Linked DNA regions of Lactuca sativa: region 2 is linked to region 1. The links are chromatin contacts, called in public Hi-C maps. All regions are on one chromosome and are shown on one strand. Each heading gives the region's core, a stretch centred on a gene start, on an enhancer-like site or on the middle of the called end of the contact. The rest is flanking DNA. Distances are from core to core; before and after follow the strand shown. Region 1 holds the start of LOC111889048 (beta-galactosidase 17). Region 2 holds the start of LOC111906840 (receptor-like serine/threonine-protein kinase ALE2).

What was found. A called contact is a pair of places that touch in the nucleus more often than the background predicts.
Region 2: a contact with region 1 is called in a Hi-C map of leaf, with 4 times the contacts expected there. The contact joins the promoter of LOC111906840 here to the promoter of LOC111889048 in region 1. A contact is called at or near these places in 3 of 4 Hi-C or Micro-C datasets (bud, leaf and seed).

What each region holds. Positions count from the first base shown.
Region 1 is chr4:168,379,971-168,385,272 of Lsat_Salinas_v11, reverse strand. It overlaps LOC111889048 (beta-galactosidase 17), which reads right to left and starts at 2,367. Exons shown (of 19, transcript XM_023885179.3): 1 at 2,110-2,367; 2 at 1,909-2,016; 3 at 1,270-1,465; 4 at 1,044-1,132; 5 at 784-864; 6 at 602-696; 7 at 375-445; 8 at 218-308; 9 at 20-137. The coding sequence starts at 2,262.
Region 2 is chr4:168,840,657-168,845,958 of Lsat_Salinas_v11, reverse strand. It overlaps LOC111906840 (receptor-like serine/threonine-protein kinase ALE2), which reads right to left and starts at 2,589. Exons shown (of 9, transcript XM_023902613.3): 1 at 2,109-2,589; 2 at 1,087-1,266; 3 at 957-1,004; 4 at 604-699; 5 at 1-278. The coding sequence starts at 2,214.

The DNA.
Region 1 (5,302 bases), core at 1,118-3,617:
TTATAGCATACAATCATACATAAAGCACAGCAGAGCCATTCCTGGACAAAATTTTTTCAAGGGCAGATGCTGTAGAAGTTGCATCAGTTTTAGCAATATTCTCTCCCCAATGTGTAAGCCAACCCGTGTAAAATTCACTGAAATATCATCTTATCAGCATCATAAAATGAAGTAATTCAAGGATATTATTCCATAGGTATTAAAGTAAGATACCTACGCAGAAAGAGGTGGTGATTTTCCTGGTGTATTAAACTCCTTTTGCAAATTAAATATAGGCCAAGGATCCTCTCCAGTTGAAAAATCAACAGCTACAATTAATCTTTCCAATATTAGATGCCAACAGAATTGATAAAACATGATAAATGTTATCATACCTGAAAAGACAGCATCTCCATTTATTGTTCCTTTAATGAGAGTATCTCTAGTGCCTCCATCTGTAGTATATCTGTAAAAATCAAGAAAAAAGGGTGGTATTACTTTTTAAACTCAAAAATCAAAATATCTTCCTACCCCTCAAAGTGTATAATAAATGTCAAGTGATGAATAAAGTTTGATGCTAAGAAAGAAAAGGGCATTTGTTACCATATTACATCAAACTTACAATATTAGGTCATCCCCAAGATGTGATCTTGCTAAGTTGACCAGATGATGCAGATAGTCTTTGTCAACTCCATAGGAACCAAATTCATTCTCAATCTGCAATCACAATCTACACATGATAAACTCACAATGCAACATATCTTATAACAATCTGTGAGCTTATAGAAATTCAGTATTACCCACCTGAACCATAATTATAGGTCCTCCTTTGTGGTAAAGAAGAGGAGCAATTTTAGGAAGTAATACCCCCCACCACTTATCAACCTGCAACAACTCATATAAATTCACAAATGACACAGAGATATGAGATGTAAGTGTAACTGTGTAAGTGTAGGAACTGAGAAAAGTTTGTTTTTTTATAGATAATTTATCATGTAATATCTCAAATGTGACTCATGTTACATAAAATGAAAACAAGGATCAAAATAGAAAAGAAGATTTACCAATGCGAGGTATGTTGGATCTGATGATCTCAGTCTGATGGGTGGTTTTTTAGTAAGTAACCAAGCAGGGAAACCACCAAGATCCCATTCTGCAACAAAAAGTGGTCTTCAATGGAGAGTGTTTATCAAGAAATAGCAAATTAATTGATACCCACAGTTTGAAAGGAAATCTTGATCGATACTAAAAGAGGGAATTAAAACATTCAGATTCAGTTACTGTTTTGACCTGCACATATGTAAGGTCCAGCCCTTAGCATGACCAGCAAATCTAACTTCTGACACAGCTCAAGAAAAGAAACTATATCTGCAATAGCATTGAAATCTAGTTGACCCTCTTTTGGTTCATGCAGATTCCATGGAACATAAGTTTGAATTGCATTCAAGCCCAAAGCCTTTGCTCTTGTTAGCCTATCTTCCCAATACTGCACCCAAAGAATGACAGAAGTCAGATCATGTAAATATCTATAGAAAAGTCCATTCATCCAAATGCAGAAGAGGAGGTTCTAAAATGACCATGATTGATGATTACATGTGTGTGTTATATATAGCTGTATATCCAGATGATAGTTAGTGCTTCCAAATGTATCCTCTAATATCAGGTACAGTTATACGGTGCTAAAACAACAGCTATAAAAAAGTAATGGCAAATTTGAGTTGTAAAACGGTGATGTATCTAGTTTTCTTTTGGGACATATCAATGGAAGAATGTAGTGATAGACATGTAACTTTGGGATAAAATGAGTATTTGTACTAGCATTCAGGGTTCAATTGGTTATGGAGTACCCAGATGATCGAAATATCTATTGAACAGATAGTAGTAGTGTGATTCAACGCGAACTTCAATGGGACAAATACGAGACTATACCTCAGGTAGAGTACGGAAATAATGCAAGTCCCCGCCGATGATTCTAAAAGGCTCTCCATCTTTCCAGAACATATCATCAGCAATTTCAAACTTTCGAGCATTAACAACCTGCTGATTTTATAATCAGCAGTTAGCAAATCAAAATGATCACTAGCAAAACATGAAAATTAGAAGACGTTTTACTAGATTTGGATAACTCACTTGATGATGATGATGATGATGATGATGATGATTGTGGGGTTTGAGCGAATTCGAGAGAGGGGAAGGTAGAGGAGCGAAAACAGTAGAGAAAGCAACGAGACATAGGAGAAGAACGATAATCTTCGTCGACTTCAAGCTTCGCCCTTTCGCCATTGCCGTTAACTAGATGTCGTCGCCGTCGCTATCGGCGTTTATTGTCTTTCACCTTCACTAGGCTTTCAAGTTTTCCGACCAGTGGACTCTCTTAAGCTAAGTCAGTCAACAGAGAACCAAGAAAGTAGAATATTTATACATATGTCCCTAACCTATCACTTAAATGATAGTTTGGTCCCTTGGTCTTTGAATACTCGTAACACAATTATTGTTTTTCATAATAGACAAAATTTCAAGTCTTAATTCTTTTCTATTTTTCTCTAATATAGTCCTTATGAAACTTTTTTTTTTTCATTGATAGTCCATTTGGAACAAACATTGCACGTAAACAGCCCTTACGATGGATGTTCGTTTACTTGTGCCGTTATAATGCCCCATGTGCCTCGCACATGAGGCCATTTTCGTCATTTCATCTAGGGGTTACACTTATTATTTATTTAATTGATCACCTCTTTTCTCAATTAGGTATGTGAAACTGAAAACTCATGTGATCCAGGTGAAGCTCAAGAAATCAAAGTCGAAGAATAATGATTTGCCCTTGTGGAAGCAGCGATCTTGTCATCGTCACATCTTGGTCGAATCGTAACCATGGAATGTGGTTTTGGTCATGTGTTCGAATGGGAGCAGGTATAGTTGGATTGGGTGGTACGATGAACCCATGTGCCCTAGATCAGTGGAAGTGATACTTGGGTTACTGAAGTCAATGAATAAACTCCAACAATCCCTTCAAGAAGCTAGCATGCAAGCAAGAATGTATAAGTTCATCCATTTTGTCAGTTCGATTTTTGTAATTTGCTACCTAAAGAAGGGTTGAGGTGATTGTAGGGTTAATGTCTTTTGTTTCAATAATGTATGGAAGTGTTGTTTTGGTTGTAGGTTTAATGTAATGGTTATCTTATTTTGAGTTTGATGTCTGAATGCATGAAACTAATTCTTATGTAATGTTGGTGTTTTTTTGTGTAATTAGATCCTCTTTGTAATTGTAGCATCCCAGAAATCTCGATAAAAAAATTTATTTTTCATTTAGATAAAAATCCGTGTTTATATAAAAACCCAAATCACAACCATAAGTTTCAAATACAATCATTCAAAATAAGAGTGTTCAAATCAATCAAAAATCAAACAGAAGAGGATATGTACGATCAAGCATTTGCCTTGCCTCTAATCTCTGAAATACCTAAAGCCACAACAATCAAACTGTAAGACAAAGCAGTGAGTTTCCCCCAAAGTATCACACACAATTACATGATGGGTCTACAGTCTCCCAACTGGATTATACTAAGCAAAATTTTCCATTCACTAGTTTACAACTAGTTGTCATTTGTCATCAGACCGCCGCTAGATCATCGTCGGACAACCACCAGACCTTCGCCGAAGAAACACCAAAACCAGTGGCATTTTTCTGGTCATATTCACATCTTAACAGAACAAATATTGTAGCTCTCATTTCTTTGGTAATATTTTTTTAACACATATTATTTTATTTTTGCAGCCAAATATACAAAATTTAATAAAAAAAAGGATTATACGTTGAGAAATTCATTTCTCTCTCTTTTTAATTGTGGATTTCTTTAAAAGTTGTATGTTTATAAGAGATATTCATAGTTTAACATATTTACAGTTTAATAAACATAATAATTCACTGATATACAGTTTAACATTTCATGCACACACTCATTCATATTTTAACACAAAATTTATATAAAATACATAACTTATTATAGTCCAGTCTCAGTTTAATACATAAAATTCACAACTTAATACATTCTGTTATACAGTAGTTTATATATTCATAAATATGAAACTCAAACTCTACAACCACCAACTACCACACATCGCCGTCAACTACCTGTGCCACTATCGCAACCATCACTTCTTCCAAATTAGATATGCACACAAAATCATGGATTTACAACTTAAGTATTATATTCATGGTTTAATAAACCAGTTAATTTACTAATTCGGTGTTGATGCAAAATAATTATAAAAGCTAATATATTCTTACATATTTATACAACACCAAAAATAAATATATTCACAAGAAAATTAATACAAACATTCTTACATAAATCATTCATATTTTATTACAAAATTAATTAAAAATTCACAGCTTAATATAATCAATTCACAGTTTAATACAGTTAATTCACAGCTTAATGCAGTTAATTCACAGTTTACTACTATCAATTCACTGTTTAATACAATCAATTCACAACTTAATACAACCTATTTACAGTTTAATACATAAAATTCTCATCTTAATATAATAATTTCATTGTTTAATATATAAAATTCTACATTCACATCATCCATGTTCTCAACTTAAAACTTACAATTACACCTTCAGATCTAAAGGTTAGTGCTTTTTTTAAAGTTTATTTACACAATATTCACAATTTAAAGTTTACATACTCAAAATTAGATAAAATTAGATATGTATATAATGTTTCTTTCATATCGTATTTCATAAGCAAACACAAAATTCATAAAAAAATTACAATTTAATACAATTAATTCACAAATTAATACAATCATTTCATAATTTACTCGACAAAATTCATAACTTAATATAATAAATTCACATTTTAATACACAAAAAATTATACATTCACAACCATATTTTTTTTTGAACCGGCAAATCTAATTTACTCCTAAGCTAACAACACCTATTCCACCTATGTCCACGACGGAACTTGAACCCTCGACCTCAAAGAGGGAAGGCACCACCTGATACCGCTGGGCTACAAGCTTTTGGTTACATTCACAACCATATCTCGACTTAAAACATACATTTATACGTTCATATCCGGAGGTTAGTGTTTCTTTCAAAGTTTATTTATACAATATTTACGATTTAAATTTTACATGCTTTTTTCAAATATATATATATATATATATATATATATATATATATATATATATATATCAAAGTTGTAAATGGATTGTATTAAGTTGTGAATATACTGTATTAACTTGTAAATTTTTTATGTATTTTGTTTTTGCTTTTGAAATATGAGTGGAAAAATGCATTATATATATA
Region 2 (5,302 bases), core at 1,340-3,839, 460 kb before region 1:
GGTGGCAGGATCGAAATTTTGATTCAGAGGTACCAAATTGACGAGAACGATGGTTCTGTCAAGCTGCTCTCCGGCGACATTGGCTCCCATGATTCGGGCTTGACTTACATTGAGTGAAAGACTGGTGGAGATTTCTTTAGCGAGTTCTGAAACTAATGGAAAAAATGTATATGGAGAAATAAGGAGGCGTAATCGAACTTCTATCGGCCACACACAAGCACACGGCGATCCCGCCGGCGTGTATGTCAGCGGCTGCACGCAGGTCACTGTTGTACAATCTACACGTAAAATTTAACCGTGTTCATAATTTTGACCTTTAAGAAGATGAACATAAATAACAAAATGATAAATGTATATGAGACATAGTTGATTATTCATATATGTTTTTAATCTAATTTTTTATTCCAAACAAAAAAAATTGGCTTAATATCGAGTAATGAATTATGTGAGATATTGAAAAATACTATTTTTCAAAAAAAGATATTTTGTGAACAAATAGATAGTTTGTAACCAATTTATTACATTAACACGATAAAGTTAAACTCAGTTGAAGCTTGAATAGATAAGACAAAGGTTTGATTTGTTTACAGCGCTGTGGTTTACCTTCATTGGGAGGTGGTGGAGGTAGCGTGAAAACCGGAGTTGGGGGAGGAGCTGTATTCTTTGTCAACGAGTAGCTTGATGGAGATATCGTTGGCCCTTTGAAGATAATAATAATACCAACGTAACAACGTTAATCTATTGCTCATTTATGATGTAAACGAATTACAAATGAAAGGAATGAACACAACATTGTAATGGTAGACTACTAGACTTGAAGGAAAAATTGAAATGACACATTCAAAAAGTTTTGTTATGTACAAATAGAAACCAAAACGAAATTAAATTGTAAGTTGTTTTTACAAGAATAAATATTTGTTAACATGATAAAAAGATTAAAGCTATAGAAAATTTACCGAATCGGTTAGTTGGATCAACGGGTGATGGTGAAGGAGCAAATGGACCTGGTCAAGATGATCATAAACTCAATGAGAAATCTTTACATAATGACTAGTTTTCGCGATATTGTCTAATGACAAAACTAACCTTGTGGGGCGTAAGTTGGTGGTTGAAGTTGGTACAAGGGTGTAGGGGCAATATGGTTAATTTTCGATCTTTCATGATGATATCTCTGGAAAGATGTGCTAGAAAAAGGCCTAAAACCTCGTTTCATCCATTTCGTTGCATGAATTTTAGTGGGACTTGATGCAGGTGGAACACCATGATCTGTAACAAATGAGATATTTTTAGGTTTTGAAATTGATATGAATGTATTTCAAATAAGCGAAAATAAATGTGATATATGTAAAATGTAAATTAATCATATTAAATAACAATAAGATAGAAATAAATAATTAGAAACCATGGCAAATTTCAAATTAGAGTTATGAATATTTGACCAAAAAGTCAAATTACTAATCATGTGATATTGACTTCACGGAGCACTGCAATACCTAACTCAGCACCACCGTCCCACAAAAAAAAAGTATAGTTTCGATTTTAATAATTGAAAACTAAAATTTTCCGATAAAATTTGCAAGAAAGATTATAATTTTTCACAAAACAAGCACCATTATTGTCAAATTTTGTGGTCAAAATAACTCATTACTCAATTAAAAAAGTCAAAATTGTATTTTTTACGATTGTACTATATCACTACAAGACTAGAAAAAATTAAATCTCAATCAAAAGGTTACGATCTGTGTATCTTTATGGAGGTACTATAAAATTAAAATGAAGACTCGAATACATTAAATAGATGGAATAATAAATAATAATTTAAAGCAGAAAGTAATATGTCAATAAGGGGATCATTTTTCCTCGAATCAAGAATAAGAATATCAAGAACTTTGGTTAAATGAACGGCATGAATTTCAGTATAAATTTCACCAAAAAAGATGAAAATCAACAAGAATTTTAGCATTCTCCATCAAATTTGATCCTAAAATCACAATTTCAAGAAAACCCATGTGAGGAAAATCGAGAACATAGAACTATAATCATGGATCCCCATGGCTAACATATCAAACAGTTAAAGAATCAAAAAATCTTCAAGAAATTGAAGTTACCTGCAGATCTAAGAGCCAAAGAATCACCACCGACAAATAAAATCAAGAATGTGATCAACCTGAGAATCACTTGAAACCCCATTAACAAGCAAAACGAACATGACATTCATAACAAGGGCTTCAATCTTGGATCATCCCCACAATCAAGAATTGGAATAAACACTTTTAATCTACCACCCATAGCTTCTTCTTGCAAGAAGTAGGGGTGGAAAGGCCAGATTTGTTTACTGGATGAAGAAAAGCTCCAAATTTGCCAAGTTTATAATTAGTTTTTGCTATTAATGGAATGGTGATGTCTTTTGACATCTATAATCAAAAGGGTGTTTGCTCTGATAAACAGGTGAAATCAAGAACATTCTCACCCTCATTCCCGAAAAGCAATAATGGATTCATGAGTTTAGTAGTGGAATAGGACTCGTACCATGAGTGATGAATTGATGAGAAAGAAAGTAAGAGAGAGAAAGTGGGGGCATTCGATGTTGATTTTCTTTTTTATCATTATTTGAATGCTCTCAATAAGGATCAGTCTTGTTCCTAGTGAGATGTTAGTTGAAGTCTAGCAAGAAAAATTGGATTTTTAAATTTGATTAGTCTGTTATTTGGTTTAATTTGACTTTTGTTGTCTAATATTCCATTTAATTAGTTATCTATTTGAAGATTCACATCATCCAATCTTTGAAAAAAGTAAGTTTCTTTAGCTTTTTTCTCTTTATTTCCTTTTTCTTTATATATATATATATATATATATATATATATATATATATATATATATATATATATATATATATATATATATATATATACACACACACATAACTGCACAATGATCACTGTGGTATGCATTTTTTCCGGAAAAAGTCCAAACCCTTCAAAAATTAGATGGATGGTCATTTTGAACAACTCTTTATGTTTTCCTTATGAAGGAATTTGTTTGTATGTTATCGGGTGGGTTGACCTACCCATGTATGCTAAAGCCATCATATCTGGACTGCTAAGAGGTATGATTACGTTCAAGGCGCGATGCAATTGACTGGTAAGAAGTATCAACATGTTGGAGGCATGGTTCAATGGGGTGCAATTAGAGCTGACAATAAGTCGACCTGAGTTGGGTTCGGTTCAACCCATTTATTAATTGAGTTAAAATTGAAAATATTAACCCAACCTGTTTATTTAAATGAGTTGATATTTCCAACCCAACCCAACCTTATAGATAAATGGGTTGCTATAAGGTTGACCAATTTATGTAGTTTTCGCTCCAACCTATTAAATAAATGAGTTAAACTTGGGTTAGTTATTTAAAATCAAAAAAATAAATACATTAACTAAAGATTATACTATATAAATCAGTTTCAAAAATAAATAAAAATTTTCAAAGTATAACAAATGCGCAATCACAATTTACAAATTTGAATAAATTGATCAAATAACATAAAAAATATTTAATTTCAAAGGGATTCTGGAAAGTGGCTAGTATTTTTTGAGATAAGAAAAAAGATGGGAATTAAAATTATATTTTTTAAAACAAAAATAATAATACAATATTTTAATTTATAAATTGATACTTCGATTAATACATGATAATATTCAAATAAATATTAAATTAAGCATATATTAAAGTTAAATGGGTTGGTGGGTTGAAAACAGGTTGATAATTTTTACCCAACCTAACCTATTTAATTAAATGGGCTAGACGGGTTGACCCGTTTAACTTAAATTGGTTGAAAATCTCAATCCAACCCGCTAATTTTGGGTTGGGTTGATTTTTGTCAACTCTAGGTGCAATGGACTGGTAAAAAGTATGAACATGTAAGAGACACAATTGTAACACCCGGATCAGGTATGTATTATCTTTACTAGTGCGAAGTTATAAGCTTTAGTAATTGCCCTGCTCATGACGTAAAGATTTCCTTTTCACGTCGTGAGGATTGATCCGGACACGTGCATCATTTAAAAGTCCACGACGTGAGCATTATAGTGCCCACGACGTGAAGGCGGCTGACGACCAAAAACCTTAAGTTTCCGGTATTTAACGGAATAAAAGGGTTAGGGTTTCTCATCCTCAGCCTCTATCACTCTCTAAGCCTCCAAAAACCCTAATCTTACCTCTCCTCAAGATCCTTTGTCATTTGGGTGCATTTCTAGCTTGTGGGAAGAAGAAAAGAAGAAGAAGGAAGTACTTTAGTATTGGCGTGGGCAAAGAATCAACATCATCATCATCTTTTCTTGCTTTTGGACCATTGTAAGTATCAAAGGCTCCAACTTTATTGCTTAGCATGGATATATCTTGAGTTTTGTCCATTTTATTGATGTTATTTCTTGATTGAGAGGAGTAGATCCATAAAGTTGGCAACTTTATGGATTCTAAGAGTCTTAAGAACCTCATAGCGTTCAGATCTGGAAGTTGGTATAGATTTGAGGCATGCATGCAGGTTTGAAGCCCATTTCTTCCCTTTTTTCACCTAGAAAATGGATGATCATGTTTTGTGCATGCATGGCCACAAAGGAAACATCTTTATGGACCTTAGGGGTCCCCTTTAGCTTCTGGAAGAAGTGAACTCGAAGACTTAATAGAATAAGGACTTAAAATGATGATTTTTAGCCTCAGACAACGCTCACGATGTGGGGTGTGAGATTCCATGACATGAGCAACAGAGCAGTCTCGTTTCTGTTAGGACCCTTGGAGGTTACGACGTGAGAGTGGTGCTCATGTTATGATGCCAGTTCAGGTGGTTTCTTTGACTGAGTTGACTAGTTTGGGTCGAGTCGAGAGGGAATCAGATCAGGTTCGCTGTCACGACGTGGCCAAGGCCTGGCCACGACGTGAGGATAGTTGACTTTGACTTTAACCAAGTTTGACCTTGAGGGTATTTTGGGTCTTTTGGGATTTTGATGAAATTGGTCAATTGGTGGGAATAGGTGTCGGTTAGAGAGCTGAGATTCAGAGTCGAGACCTCATCAGCTTCTATTCAGTTTGCAAGGTGAGTTTTCCTCAATGTACTTTTGGGTCGAAGGCATCAAGGCCGGCCCTTTGGATTTTTATCCTGATTAGTCCCGTGATTGTATGTTGTAGTGATCTGTTAAATCTATATCCTGGTATATAGGATGACACTATGTTGTAGTGATCTGTATCCTAGTATATAGGATGATGCTCTGTTGTTGTGATCTGTTAGATATGTATGACTGTCTGTATATGC